Linked DNA regions of Mus musculus: region 2 is linked to region 1. A link is a contact called in public HiChIP or PLAC-seq data. All regions are on one chromosome and are shown on one strand. Each heading gives the region's core, a stretch centred on a gene start, on an enhancer-like site or on the middle of the called end of the contact. The rest is flanking DNA. Distances are from core to core; before and after follow the strand shown. Region 1 has its middle 28 kb from the start of BC018473. Region 2 holds the start of St6galnac1 (ST6 (alpha-N-acetyl-neuraminyl-2,3-beta-galactosyl-1,3)-N-acetylgalactosaminide alpha-2,6-sialyltransferase 1).

Evidence for each region. HiChIP or PLAC-seq counts read pairs in DNA pulled down with a chosen protein or histone mark.
Region 2: a contact with region 1 is called in an H3K27ac HiChIP or PLAC-seq map of embryonic stem cells, with 6 read pairs. The contact joins the promoter of St6galnac1 here to the enhancer-like site in region 1. A contact is called at or near these places in 6 of 39 promoter capture datasets (cranial neural crest, embryonic stem cells, frontonasal cranial neural crest and 3 more), 2 of 15 datasets of contacts at CTCF or cohesin (the NIH/3T3 cell line and embryonic stem cells), 11 of 484 Hi-C or Micro-C datasets (the AtT-20 cell line, the HL-1 cell line, Sertoli cells and 6 more), 11 of 115 datasets of contacts at active chromatin or transcription factors (bone marrow-derived macrophages, differentiating embryonic stem cells, embryonic basal ganglia and 3 more) and 4 of 9 other capture datasets (adipose tissue, embryonic stem cells, liver and 1 more).

What each region holds. Positions count from the first base shown.
Region 1 is chr11:116,720,869-116,728,347 of GRCm38.p6, reverse strand. No RefSeq gene overlaps it. Among named protein-coding and RNA genes, the nearest start is that of BC018473, 28 kb to the left of the region's middle. Within about 2 kb of position 2,562, at least 38 of the 459 cell types and tissues checked have an H3K27ac peak or open chromatin away from gene starts, as enhancers often do. A contact at or near this core is called in differentiating embryonic stem cells and embryonic stem cells, where this site is marked.
Region 2 is chr11:116,770,883-116,778,361 of GRCm38.p6, reverse strand. It overlaps St6galnac1 (ST6 (alpha-N-acetyl-neuraminyl-2,3-beta-galactosyl-1,3)-N-acetylgalactosaminide alpha-2,6-sialyltransferase 1), which reads left to right and starts at 2,855. Exons shown (of 9, transcript NM_011371.2): 1 at 2,855-3,075. The coding sequence starts at 2,960.

The sequences.
Region 1 (7,479 bases), core at 1,313-3,812:
GAAATAATGAACTGGACTGAGTGAATTGGTTTAGGGAATTTAGCATGGAGAGCCAGCCGAGGCCATCCTTAGATCTCAGACAGGTCGCAGTAGAACCTTCGAGCCCCCTCTGCACACATCCAGATCCTCAAAATGAAGCATACTTTGAAACGTTTGCCTCTCCTGAGCTACAGTACAGGCCCCTTCTCCCGGCTCCCCAGGGACTGGCCCTGAACTCAGTCCTCTCTTCCTAGGCAGGTGTCTTGTCAGCATCTGTTAGCAGGGATAACTGCTAACTATGAAGTGATGTAATTTCCAGTCCCTTATGGTATAAATCAATAGGTATGGCCGCCATTTTCCTTTTGAAAACCTAAAGGCATATGGACCATCTTCCTTCCCCTCTTCCCCAGCATCTTTATCTCTTCTTCCTCTTCCTCTTCTTCTTCATCCTCCTCCTTTCCTTTTCCTTCTCCTCTTCTTCCTCTTCCTCCTCCTCCTCCTTCTCCTTCTTCAGTTTCAGGCATCCCAGACTGGCCTTATGGCCTCAAACTCAGCCAAGAAAACCTGAAATTTCTAATCCTCCTGTCTCAGCACCCCAGTGAGAGGTGCTGGTCAGCTGTCCAGTGTGCTGGGAACAGAACAACATTCCTCTGAGAGCAGTTCCCCCTTCTAAACCGCTGAGCCATCTCTTCAGCCCCAAGCTATTTCTCTTTACCAAGGAAATTCTAACTGGGGGTTTGTGAGCTTTCTTCTAACCTGCACCTTCAACCTGACGACTGCTTCTGTTGATCAGTCACTGTGTGTTTCCACCATCTTCTGCCACGCCCCCTCTATAGCTAGGGATCTATGTGCAACTCTGTTTGTTTTATAATTTATTATTTTTTTCTTTTTTCCCCCTTACTAGGATTTTCACACAGATCACATGCTCTTCATGGAATTTTAAATGTTTGGGTCTGGAATAGTAAATGTTCTAGATTTATTGTTATTACTGTTGCTGCTGCTGCTGCTGCTGTCACCGTCACCGCTGGCAGCGGCGTATGTGTATGATGCGGGGCACTCATCCACAGCATGCATATGGAAGGCATCAGAGGATTTTATGGGATGGGCCTTCTTACACAATTACATAGCTTCTGGGACTCAAACTCAGCTCCTCAGGCTTGTGTGGCAAGCAGCTTCCCCCACTGAGCCCTCTCACTGGCCCCAGGAGTAGAAACTTTAGAATCTTCCCTTGAAAGGACTCATTATTATTTGGTTAAAGTTGGTGCTTTCCTAAGTCTGCTTCAGTGACTGACAGTTCTGGTGTTCAGCTGGCTTTTCCCTCCGCTGCCTGGATGCTCTCCAGAGTTAGCAGTGCTCTGCCAATGCCTACTTGAAGCCCTGCATGTCCTCAGCAAACAGCTCAGGTGTCTAAGGAGTCTCAAAAGGTGATGTAAAGGAACAGACAACTTCTGAGATAGTTTAGTCAGTTAAGTGCTTGTCATGTGAGCCTAAAGACCTGGCTTTGGAATCCAGCACTTAATAAAATCCTGGGTGTGACCTCATTCTCAGCACTGGGGGGGGGGGGGGGGAATCCCTGAGTCCAGTGAGAGACCCCACCTCAATAAATATAGAGCAATAGAAGAAAATACTTTATGCACATACACACATGTACACACACACAGCACACATGCACAGACACCCATACACATAACAAATACAATATCTCGAGGCTCAGCCAAAATCCATAAAAGAAGATCTACCGCCCCAGAACCAAAGCAGCAGCCATAGACAGGCTCAAGAATGACAGCTCAGTTGTCTGTCAGGCTCCCAGAAGGGATTCTAAAACCTTAAGCCTTGAAAAGAGATCATGAGTCTGCTCACACTTTTATAGGTCCGCAGTTTAGACTGCATCAGCCTCTTTCTGCTCTGACTCGGGTACCATTTTCAACTAACAGGCTTTCAGTGGCTACACTGAACCCAACGATCTACAATGGTCATGACTGAGGCTAGCCCTCAGCAGGATTCCTTACCCTCCCCCTCTCTCATCCACCATCAGGCCAGATGGAGCCTTCTGACAGGGTGGCAGAAGGTCCTGAGAAGACAAAAACAAAATCTGAAGGGCCATTTCTCCTGACAGACAGCTTCAACACCAGAGTAAACCAAGGAGGGCCAATAGTGGAGTTGAAGAAAAGTCACTCAGTGGACTTTATCAGAGGGAACAAAATTTTCTGGGCTGGCAAGAAAGGAAAAGAAAAATCTCACACACACACACACACACACACACACACACACACACACACACAGACACACACACACACACACACACACAGACAGACACACACACACACACACACACACACACACACACACACACACACACACATTTGGTAGATGAAGCAAATTCCAACAAGTGTGGGGCAAGTGGAACCATGTCACCAAACAGAAAAACTGGTAAGGTCAGATTAAGGAACCCTGGCAATTCTCATAATTGAGACTCGAGGGTATTTAAATCTGCTCCCAACCAGATTCCTGTCCTGGACCAACTGACCCTGCCATCCTACGAAGAGGACCATAGCAACTGGTCATGTAACAGAACCCAGCGTTCTTCATGCTAATGAGGTATCTAGATGGGCCCTCGGGGTTTAGCCAATAAGCTTCCCTTCTCAGACACGCCCTCCTGCAACAACAAAAAAAGTTTTTAACGTTGGTCCTGAGTAAAATGTATGCATTCATTTTCCACCGTGAGTAAACAAACAAGCAAGGACTGTCTCTCTCATCAAGAACCGCTATTGGGGGAAGCTTTGTTACCGAGCTTCACCTCTTAAGACTCCCACAGACGGCTCCTCTGCGCAGGTGTCCGGGAGTTTGGGAGCCACAGCCTCAACCCCAGCCCACGCGGTTTCTCACCCAGAGAGCCGTGGGCTATGAAGCAGGAACGGTGGTCCGCCTGTCTGTAAATGCTGGGGGCCGTGCAGCTCTATAAGCAGCTCATGAAGGAGGACCTAATTGAGGACTGCCTGAGAGACCTGCATTCCTGCGGAGGACCTAATTGAGGACTGATGAGAGACCAACGATTGCTAGTGCAAACAGTGCTAGCCAATCAGGAACTGCGGTTTAGAAGAGATGCTTTCTTGGGACCAATGGGGCGTGGGTGGAGGGTATTAAAGGAGCTTGCAGCCGTGCTCACCTTCTGAGATCTGTGTTACTGACTCTGCGCCAATTCACCACCCCCCCACAACGCCCCAAGAGTAGGTAGGGTTGGGGGAGAGCTGTCCAGGGCACAGGCAACAGGGTTGGAATCCCAATCTTAGGAGGCTGCCTTCTGTTCCCCTGAGCTGTGTGTTGGCGTGCCCCACGAGCCACATCCCCATGGCAGTAGGAATGGAATGTAGCCAGTGCCCCTCCGTTTAATCTGCACAAGTGGTGTTCCAACGGTGAAACAAAACGCAGACCCACAAACAAGTTCCAAAAAATTCACAGATAGACAGACGGGCAGGAAGACAGGCAGACAGGTTGGATGAATGGAGCAAAGCTCCAATGAGCTGGCTCCAACCATTTTCTATAAGCACATATTTGGTGGATGGCCCAGACTCCAATGAGCAGGCTCTAACAACTTTATTTTTCCTCTTCTCCTGTCTGTACCACCTATGTGAGCAGTTACATATTCTCTAAAAACGATCACCACAAAAAAATATTCTTCAAAACACAGATTAAGGTCATTACACAAAAGAGGAGTTACTACGGGATTATTGATTGCCTATTCTTTTGAAACTTATACCTAACTCTGCATTTTTTATCTGTCTTTCTCCCCATGAGTTCATTGTAACCCCAAAGCAATAATTTTCACGCCATAGGTTAACAAAGCTTAAGCAAGCCAAATCCATGCTAGAGAGCTTTACCTATGCTCGGCTGACAACAATTTTGTTTACTAAGAAACAGGTCATCTCTCTTAAGTCTTATTTTTGAAGTTTTGTTCCGCTAAACTGGTTAACCATCTAGTCTCTGTTCTTACATTCATAATGAAGTCACCTCCTCAGAGTTCATGACCTTCCTTCTCATGGTGCACAAGGAAACCTGTGACCACATCCCTACATCGCAGGATCCAGGAACTCAGACCCAACCTAGAACAAGTGTTTTCCTTGATCACTAACTTGTCCCAAGCTTATATTTCTTGCTACTACAATTATGTACTGGTAATCCATGAAAGCTCACAATAGTCCTCTTTCTAACCTATGCAGCCCTGGCTAGTCTATGAGGAAGGAGCACACTCTATTCTTTTTTTTTTTTTTAGATTTATTTATTTATTATATGTAAATACACTGTGGCTGTCTTCAGACACACCAGAAGAGGGCGTCAGATCTTGTTACGGGTGGTTGTGAGCCACCATATGGTTGCTGGGATTTGAACTCATGACCTTCAGAAGAGCAGTCGGTGCTTTTAACTTTTGAGCCATCTCACCAGCCCCACACTCTATTCTTGATTCTAACTTTAAGCTTTCTAACAACCACCCTAACTTCCCCAAATTTTTAAAAATCAAACTAACTTCCTAAAACTACTTACATCAAATCAGGAAATCCATAAAAATCATTAATTCGTCTAAACAATATTATCTTTAAAAATGTATCTTCTTGTTGATCTTCGGGAAACTTGCCCAACAGAGTGGGCTATCTCCCAAGAAGTAATCACACCAGGCTGTAGACAGTGAGGGTCTCTCGGTGTCTACTCACACCATGTCAGGTGTATGAGGAAGATAGCGATGACAAACATGAGCAGGCGCATCAGTAGCAAGAAGCGATCCTGGGACGAAGCCCCTGGGGCTGTGCCTCTCCAGGGTACACCCAGGGCAGCAGAGCAAACCAGTGGGCCATCTCCAGGAAGCTCATCTGCCTACCGAAGCTTGTCCTGCATGGTATCAGCCACATGTCTGGCCATGTCTCAGAAGGCATAAGATATCATTTCCTGTGGAGCCAGGGAGCTATGAGAACATCGGAGCCAGTCCAGAGTAAGAGTGTGGTCAAGATGTGTCCAAACCGAGAAAATCTCATCCTGAGATGAACCAGAGTAGGATCTGTGCCCCATGCTCACATATCCAGGACCAAGCAGCCCCGCACCCCCACCTTTGCCCCTTGGAGGATGTCACATAGCCTGGCAGCCAGGGTGGACTTCTTCTTACAAGGTTACGTCCAGAAGTATCTGAAATTCCTCCCTATGTCATGAGGCATCCTGTACATACCCTGGCCCTGGCCAATAATGTACACTCTCCCTGAAGATGCCTACCTACTCCCCCAAAGGTTTAAATAGCCTTCGTTCTCCCAGTTAAATGAGCTTTCCCACTGAAGCCTGGGAGCAAGAGTCTGATCTTCTCTGAGCTTACTTGTTGCTTGAGGTCTCCATCCCTTAGCAGTTTCTGAGTCTACCTGTTGTGACCTCTGGCCTGTCACACAACTATGGGCTGGGCAGGGAAGCAGAGCCCCAACAACAATTTCTGCCACATTCTATTGGAGGAAAGAAAAAAAGTCACAAAGCCAGTCCAGAGTGAAGGGTAGGAGGGGAGACAAAGTCACACCACTAGGAAGTGATGGTTCCTGGGCAGCAGAACTGCAGCCATCTTGGTCACTAACCCAGCTCATCTGGAGACACCCAATGTGCATGTGTAGGAGGGTTAGTTAGTACCCTGCTCATTCATTGCCTGGCAATGGAGACAGAAATAGTCCCTCCACACAAAGAACCCAACCTTTCTCCAGATCCAGCAGCTCTTATGTGTCTGGAGCCGTCGCAGGCGTGTTCACGTGTGCCAATTCTTACGGCTTCGCTACTGTGATTCCCTTTTGTGTTCTAGAGAATTCACTGGGAGTGAAGTTAAGTCAGCCCAGGTCACATGACCCAAGATGGTAGCATAGAGCAGAGCTGAGACAGCCAGGTTTTGAAATCTATCTTCTGAGTGTGCACACAGAGGTGCGTGAGTGTGTGTGTGTGTGTGTGTACGCATGGGGAGGTCAGAGGGCCCACATGAGTTGCTGCTCCCTGAAAGACCAACCATGTTGTGTTTTGAGACAGGGCCTCCCAGCGGCTGAGGCTCGACAATTCAGGTAAGCGATGGGGATTCAGGGCCCAGTGGATCTGCCTGCTCTGGGGCTCAGACTCAGGCACTCAAGCGGGCACTGCAAACACACTCCTGACTAAGCCATCTCCCCAGCCCCAGAATCCACCCTGGGAAACACGGTCCTTCCCTGTGGGCTTGTGTTAACCACTTAGGGTGTGCCTCCATCCTTTACAATCCAAGGAAGCAGACATTAAGGCATTCTAGGGCAACGGAGTGGAAACAGGAAACCAGGCAAATGGGCAGGGCTTGGCCAGCACATTGAGCTCTGGTTGCCGGGGTAAAAGGCAAGTAAGGACTGGTCTGGGTGCTGAGCCTGGGGATTGCCACTATGAAGGCGCACCAGAGAAGAGAGCTTGCCTGGTCTTAGTACTCTGGGAGAGGGCTTAGCATCAATAGGTTCCCCAAGAGGATACAGTCAAAGGAGAGCTGAGGGCCAGGGAAGGCATGTGACTTTAAGCTGCTTTAAAGCAACAGGTTCCAGCACTCCCTGAGCTATACACGGTCCTACATGCAGACTCTGGATTCAGCTATGTTCTCTCTGTGTGCGTCCAGCTCCCAGATGGCACTCTCCCAAGGGATAACGTACAAGCCAAGTAAGTGGTCATGTGACCACACCTCGATACTGGAGATGTAGTCTGAAATAAGACCTTCATTCATCAGCACCAAGCATTTCCCTGCAGACTCCATTCAACAATCTCAACTGTATATATATATTTGCATTTCTCCTTGCAACACCATGCCAGCCACTCAAGGTTCAAAGCTCCCCAATGGAGCTCTGTTGGGTGGGAATTTTCTTAGTGTTACAGGACTGTGAGTCAAAGCCTCATCAGTAAATGGAATTCTGGGGCTTTTCTTACATCCTCTTTGCTCCTAAATAACCGCAGGGCGTTTCCACCCTTTCCAGCTCATTTTAGCTCCCAAATAAAGACACGAGACTTGGTTTTGTTTTTTGGTTTTTTGGTTTTTTTTGTTTGTTTGTTTGTTTGTTTGTTTTGGTTTTTTTTGTTTTGTTTTGTTTTGTTTGTTTTTTTTTTTTTTTTTTTTTTGGTTTTTCGAGACAGGGTTTCTCTGTACAGCCCTGGCTGTCCTGGAGCTCACTTTGTAGACCAGGCTGGCCTCGAACTCAGAAATCCGCCTGCCTCTGCCTCCGGAGTGCTGGGATTAAAGGCGTGCGCCACCACGCCCGGCTGAGACTTGGTATTTTTATTAACAAGTTACAACCCTAAGTTGGGCAGGTTCTGAGCTATTCTAACCTGACTAGGCTGCCAATACCCAGCTAAAAGCCACCTTACTTGCCCTGGCTCTCCCCGGTCTGTATGTGCTCATGGCTGCTCTCTCATCACGACTTCATGGTGTATACTCCTGGTCTCTCTGCCTCCTCTTCTCTCCTCTCTCCCTCTGGATTCTCCTTGGATCCT
Region 2 (7,479 bases), core at 1,606-4,105, 50 kb before region 1:
GTACCTGAGACTGGCCAGCCTGTCTTACCCTAAGTCGGGATTTGTGAAAGCAGCCCCCGCTGGCCTTTTGAAGTCCCTTTTATAGGAGAGATAAGGTGTACACAGGAGGGAGTTGGCTGTTATACATTGTTAGATCCAACCGAAGGGAAGGAACACCTTAGCATGTACACCAGGTGAATGGGGTTGCAAACAGTTGACATCAGATCTAAGGAACAAGATCTTTTTCTTAATAACAAATAGAAACCTTAACTTGCAAGAGCTTACCATGGGACAAATGGGAACTTCCTTGTAATTGTCTTAACTTCGAACACAACCCTTAACCTGCAAGGCACATTATTCCTGTTTTGGTCTCCTACCTCCAAGTAGGCTGTGCTGGTCATTGAACCCCAGGGATCTGCCTGTCTCTGACTCCCCATTGCTAGAATTATAAGCATGCATCACCATGCCCTGCTTTTAGATTTCAATTTGACTTTTTTACTATTGGGCTGGAGCACTGGTGTCAGAGGACAGCCCTGGGGGGTTGGTCCTCTCCTTCCACCTGGACCTGGATTCTGGGGACCACCAGGGTTGACAGCAGGGATCTTAGTCTGCTGAGCCAGCGTTCCTGCCCCTGGTGCTTCCCCCTTCCACCTCCGCCCCCGGCCTCTGTTTTCTTTCACATGGCTTTTGAGGATTGAACTAATTAGGTCTTTACCCTTGCAAAACACTTCACCAACTGGGCATTGCCCAGCTCCAAGAGCAAGGAGTAGGCATGAGCCTATTCAGAGAGTGCTTCTAGAGTTGCACGGAAACAGACAGAAGCCAGAGAGATAGAGAGACAGACACAGAACAGAACACACACATGAACATATGCATACACACATGCACACACATGCACATACACACATGCACACACATATGCACATATACACACATGCACATATACACACATGCACATACACACATGCACATACTCACACAAGCACATACACACATATGCACACACACATGCACATACACACATGAATACACACACATGCACATACTCACACATGCACATACACACATGCACATACTCACACATGCACATATACACACGCACATGATTATACACACATGCACATACGCACATGCACATACACATGCTTAGACACACACGCACATACATGCACATACACATGCTTATACACACACATGCGCACACATGCATACACACACACCCTGGAAAGCTGGAGTTACAGTTCTACTATTCTGGTGCCAGGAGCTGCAGTAGACACTGTGAGATTTCAACCTATCCTTGCCCTGCAAGCCCAGCTTCTTAGGCATCTGCTCGCACTCTCTCATCCCTAGGAGGGTGGTTGAGGCACACACTGGTGCATGCTGTGGATGAAGGCCCAAGAGTTTTAGGGACAGAAACAAAAGCAGAGAGAAATGAGCAATGAGGCCAGGAATCCACCGTCAGAACCTCACCTTCCAAGTAACACCTTTAGCAGTGCGAGTGTTTTGTACTGTACAGCATCCAAGACCCTTTAACCAGTAATCCATACATACTTCTGTTCTCTGAAAATATGATTTTATTGTGTTACGCCATATTGTATTACACAAAAGTTATGTTTGTGTGTGTGTATGTTCATGTTTGTATATGTGTGCACATGGGTGTGTGCATGTGTATGTGCGTGTTTGTGTGTGTATGTGCATGTGTGTATGTGTATGGACATGTTTGTATGTGTGTGCAGAAGACCATCTCCAGTGTTGGGTCACATCTCCCACCTTGTCTAAAGCAGGGCCACTCTGGTTTATACCAGTCTAGCTGGCCTAATGAGGTTCTTGGAGTCTTCTTTCTCTATCTCCCATCTTGGCACAGAATCACCGGGTATGCAGACATGTGCTACCACAACTGGCTTGGCGTAGGTGCTGGGACTCCTGAACTCAGGTCCTCATGGCTGTGCAGGGAGTGTTTGACCCACTGAGGCCTTACCCTGGACCTTATGCTTCTTTTCTCTCTTCTTTAAATTCAGATAGAATGAATGATTTCTTGGACCATTCTGTGCAGAGGCTGAGAAAGCCATCTTGGGACCGATCAAACTGGATCTGCAGCAGTGGTGTGCTCTGCACTCTGGAGCCACCTGGTACACAAAGGCTGCTTTCTCCACTATGACAGTGGGGTGACAATTGGTTATAGATTCTTTGGGGACAGGTTCCATAAGCACCTTTAAATATGGCTATATATGTATAATGTATACACATTATATAGATATACACACACACACACATATGTGTATACACACACACTTTGTGTGTGTGTGTGTGTGTGTGTGTGTGTGTATCTGTGCATGGAGGGCAGCAGAGGGCAGCAGACCCCCCCGGAGCTGGAGTTACAGATGGTTGTGGGCTACCACGTGACTGCTGGGAACTGAATCTGAACCCTCTGCAATAGCAGCCTGTGTTCTCACCCATGGAGCCTTCTCCCCAGCCCTCCATAAGAACTTTTGTGTAAAGCCTTTAATGATCCCTGGATGACAGCAAGTCTCAGATGTGCTGCTTCCTGGTGACATTCCAGTCTCAACCCCAGAGAGGCTAACACCCGCGATGATGACTTTGTGGGGTTCCTCCCATGAACAGCCAAGTGTGCTGGAAACCTCTGCTTCTTCTACTTATGGATGAGGCTGGGAGAGGAAATGACCAGATAAAAGCGAGGCTGTTTATGACAGATACATGGTCTCATATAGCTTCCGGAATTTGGCTTCAGAGACAAAAAACAAAACAAAACAAAACTTGCTTGAGTAGGAGTTTCTCTTCCTTCCATCAAGTTAGCTTAAAGCATACTCCACCCCTCATTTTCACCTGTGCTTTCATGAAAGCTAAGAGTCACGCTAAAGGGCAGGGCTCCCTCGCTCTCACCTGAAGGAGCAGGCGATCTGACTGCTGCTTTAAGAAGCTTGCTCTCATCATACATGCTGTTAGGGACCAGCCATCCACCATGACGAGATATTGCAGAGGACTTTCCCAGAGGCAAGCTTTCCTGCTTCTGACTGTGTTGGCATTGCTCTTTATTCTGCTCTTCGTTGTTAAGGATCCAAGGGCAAAAGATTCCAGGTAAGAAGATGCCACTCCTGTGATTCCCAGGAGAAGCACCTGAGGCGAGGCCTGAGGGACTCAGAGCCACCTATAGGTTCCATGTGAGTAAGGTCAGGAGTCCTGTAAAGAGCCCTGGAAGGAGCTGGCGCTGTTGACCAAGGTGCCTGAGACACCAGGAGGCTTGTGCAGGTGGGGGGTGGGATGGGAAGCAGGCAGGAGTTGGGGACCCAAGGACAGAGTCTGCAGAGGGCACACACAGCACAAGGGAAGTCACCCCCATGGCTGGTGAGTAGTAGGGCAGCAGAAGTGCTGGCTCTTACACTCCACACCCCTAGACCCAAAGCACAGACCTAGCCTGTGGGTTTCCCATGTCTCAGAGGCCTCCTCACCCTGAAAAGGGAGTCGGAAAGGTCAAGATTGCCCACTGGTGGGGTTGAAGGGAAGCCTCGAACCTGTGCCCCACGGGACTCCTCCACAAGAACTTCTAGATTATGCAGCACATCTCCAGCAGGGACACCTTTCTTTTACAGTCTCAGTAAAAAAGGTTCCATTGTTTTTGGGTTTTTTTTACCGCTCTTGACATTTGAACACAATACATCCATTCTCTAACAAGATGAGAGGAAAGTTCAGAGAAGTTGGGTCTGATGGGGGCCAAGAGGGTGGAGCACTTGCCCAGCTTGAACAAAGTCAGATTCCTGGTATCAAACTAGGATGGTGGCTCATCCTAGCACGTGGGAGGCAGAGGCAGCAGGACCAGGAGCAGATTCAAGGTCAACTACATGGCAAGTTCAAGGCCAGCATGAGCTACAGGAGACCCAGTTTAAGATTAAAAAACAAAACAAAACAAAAACAAAGAAAGAAATGAAGCAGGAAGTGGGGTCTCCCTAACTCGTTACTCCTTAAGCCCTGGGTGTGCACAGACTCCACACTGCTGCTGTAGCTGAGCCTTCTGTGGTCTCTCTGTGCATGGGGCCCGGTTCTAGATCCCTCAGGTCCAGGTTCTCATTATGAGGAAGGCAGATGGCTAAGATGAGTCACTCAACAGTAAATACACTGCCCTGCCTGTCACACGGAGGGATTCAAACCCAGGCATCTCCATCCCATAGCCTGGGCTTGACGCCTGTAGGTGACATAGCTGAGGGTGACCTTGAACTTCCATTCCCCCTGTCTCTACCACCCAAGTGTGGCGATTATAAGTATTACCCACCACTTTGGCTTAGAAACATTTTCTTATCTAGAAAAGATTTCTGTGCCTTTCCTTAATGGTCATTAGATTATGAGTTGAGGGAAAGGTTGGTTCAACACTTTCCACAAATACGCAAACTGCTTCTATGCCTCCTGCTAATGTATCAGTCGTTTGGTTCACTAAGCTTCAAGAGTTCATTTAGAAGGTATTCGTTTCCGCTTGTGGTATTGTTACGGTTTGATCATCCAAAACAACCCAAGCAGGCACAAGAGCCCAGCAGAGCAAGATCTTTCTTTGAATTGGGCAGCAAAAACTGACCAGTCAGCAACAACAGCGCAGATTCGGGAGCTGACTGAGTAGTTGAAGGCTATTTTAGTAAGTATTTAGGCAGATGGCAAAAATGTATTGTATTCAGACCACTACTGATCAGTCAGGGCTGGGTATCAGGCACAGGCTGATCTGTGACCCTGAACCTGAATAGTACATAGGTTTTCAGCTCCAAAATTACAAACATCTGTGCCAAGTTATCCCACCAATCAGGATTTAGGGATGGGACTTCCATAGGAACATGTCTTTGTGCTTCACTTGTCCTGGTTCCTTGGTTGGGTTAGTGAATTCTGGTGGGGCAATCTGCCAAGAATTCGTGTCTCAACTTGCCAACCAGGATGTAAAGGACTCATTTCCATGACTCTTTCTGCCAACCAGGATGTCAGTTACCCAGGGAGGGCTTGCAACTAAAACTTCCTATGACCCCTATTCAAAATGGCAGTTGTTTTCACAACAGCTTCAGTTTGGTCGCTGCTTACAGGAATAAGATGTGTTTGTGTCTGTTGGGACTCTGAGACAAAGTCTCTCTGTATGTCCCTGGCTGTCCTGGAATTTGCTATGAAGACCAGGCTAGGTTCAGACTCATAGAGATCTGCCAACCTCTGCTAGGATTACAGGCCTGTATCCCTTTATTTTTGTATTCATGTTTTTATGTATTTATATCATTTGAGAAATCAGTTTTAAGCATGCATTTCAGAGGACAATGGCTGTCACAGTGTCAGGGCATCCCTAGAACAACATGGGGATGTGGGAGGGGGTTGAAGGACTCCAGGGATGCTAGAAAGAAGCTTCTAGTGACCACACCAGTCAGTGGCACATGCTCCTGAGTGGAGGGGTATGGCAAACAGCTTGGTGGCCATTGCGGTCTAGAGCCTTCTGAAGGTTGAATGGCAATGCTGTTGTCCATTGTGTAACACACGGAAAGAAAAAAGAGCCGTGCTGTTCTATCCCAGGTCTTCATGGCCTAGGGAGCTGGGGAACAGGAGCTTAGCACCTCCTTCACCAGGAGGCAAGAAGTGGAATGCACACTCCCAGATGTGTGTTTGTGGACAATGATGTTGTCAGAGCAAGGGGGGGGGGCAGGATCCTGAATAGGACTCAGGGGTTCTGCAGAGTTAGGGAGTTTCCCCAGGAAAACCTCAGCTATTGACTGTTGAGGCCATTTCAGCAAGAGCTGGGACATCCAATAAACCAACCTAACCTCAGAGCAAACAGGATGTGAAGTACATAACCTGAAGAAAGGCTTGGAGAAGGAGAAAGGGCTGGGGACGAGGAGTGGCTCAGTGGTAGAGCACTTGCCCAGTATCTATGAGACCCTGGGTTTTATTCCAGCACTGGAAAAAGGAAGAAGGCAGTGGATAGAAGGATAGATAGATAGATAGATAGATAGATAGATAGATAGATAGATAGATTTATAGATTTATAGATTTATAGATTTATAGATTTATAGATTTATAGATTTATAGATTTATAGATTTATAGATTTATAGATTTATAGATTTATAGATTTATAGATTTATAGATTTATAGATTTATAGATTTATAGATTTATAGATTTATAGATTTATAGATTTATAGATTTATAGATTTATAGATATATAGATATATAGGTTTATAGGTTTATAGGTTTATAGGTTTATAGATAGTTAGGTTGATAGATTTATAGGTAGTTAGGTCGATAGATTTATAGATGGGTTGATAGCTAGATTGATAGATATATAGATAGACATACAAATAAATAGGTTGATTGATTTATAGAGTTAGGTTGATAGATTTATAGATAAATAGGTTGATAGATTTATAGTTAGATTGATAGATATATTTATAGGTAGATAGATTTATAGATAGATTTGTAGATAATCATATTTATAGATAAATAAATTTGTAGGTAGATAGTTAGACAATGTCTTACTATACAACCCAGGATAACCTGAGACCCATTGATTCTCCTACCTTAGCCTCCCAAGTGCTGGGATTATAGGCATGCACTACCACTCAAAATTAGAATGAGTTTTAATGAGGTGAAGTGACTGTAACCTGAAGCACGTTCAATACACTGAATATAATTAAGTTCAAATGATTGTCAGAGGGAACAATTGCTGTAGAGAGAGGTCTCTGGAAGAGAGAGAGCCTAGGAGACTCTGTGGAATGTTTCAAAGACAGTGTGCAGTTGGTTGAGTGATCAGTAAATGGCCTGCAGGGGAGGAGGAGACTATAGAGAATGGGCTGACATAGAAACTCCATGAACCTCCCCCAATGGGGAAGTTGCATCCCCAATATGGAGGGCTTCCCTGCCAGCCTAGGAAAGGTGGGGCCAGGGGATGGTAGCAAAGGACTTTTAGGGCAGAAAGGCAGCTTCAAGAGGTGAGGGTTTGGACCATCCAGTGTGATAGTCAAGGGCTGGGGTGGAGAGACTACCTAAGTGGTTAACTCAGGCAGGAGGGGTTGAAGTCTGCCACTGAGGCCCAGTGAGGATCTGGGACAAGAGAGAAGGGAACTTCAAGAGCTATTTTAAAGGAGTGGTGGGAGGAAGAGGGGGCACAAAGGTGACTACAGGTTTTACAGCTTGGAGGGGTGGCCATGCTGCTGCAGGTGTAGAAGAAGAGAAGCAATAAGATCAGTAAACCAGATAGCAATAGGCAGGTGGAGTGGAGCAGGCCATGACCTCAAGCACTGGGCTGGTGGAGCCTGAGTCTGAGGCCAGCCATCCCCACTTAGAACCTGACTCAAAAAAAAAAAAAAAAAAAAAAAAAGGGAAAACTTGGGAGGGATTGGGGAGATGGGAGAGAGATGGCTGAGTCCGTCACGCCCTTGCCACACAAGCGTGAGGATCTGAGTTCAATTCCAGCACTCACAGAAAATCCAGGCATGGTGGGGAGAGCTCAGAATCCCCAGATTCTGATCCCCCA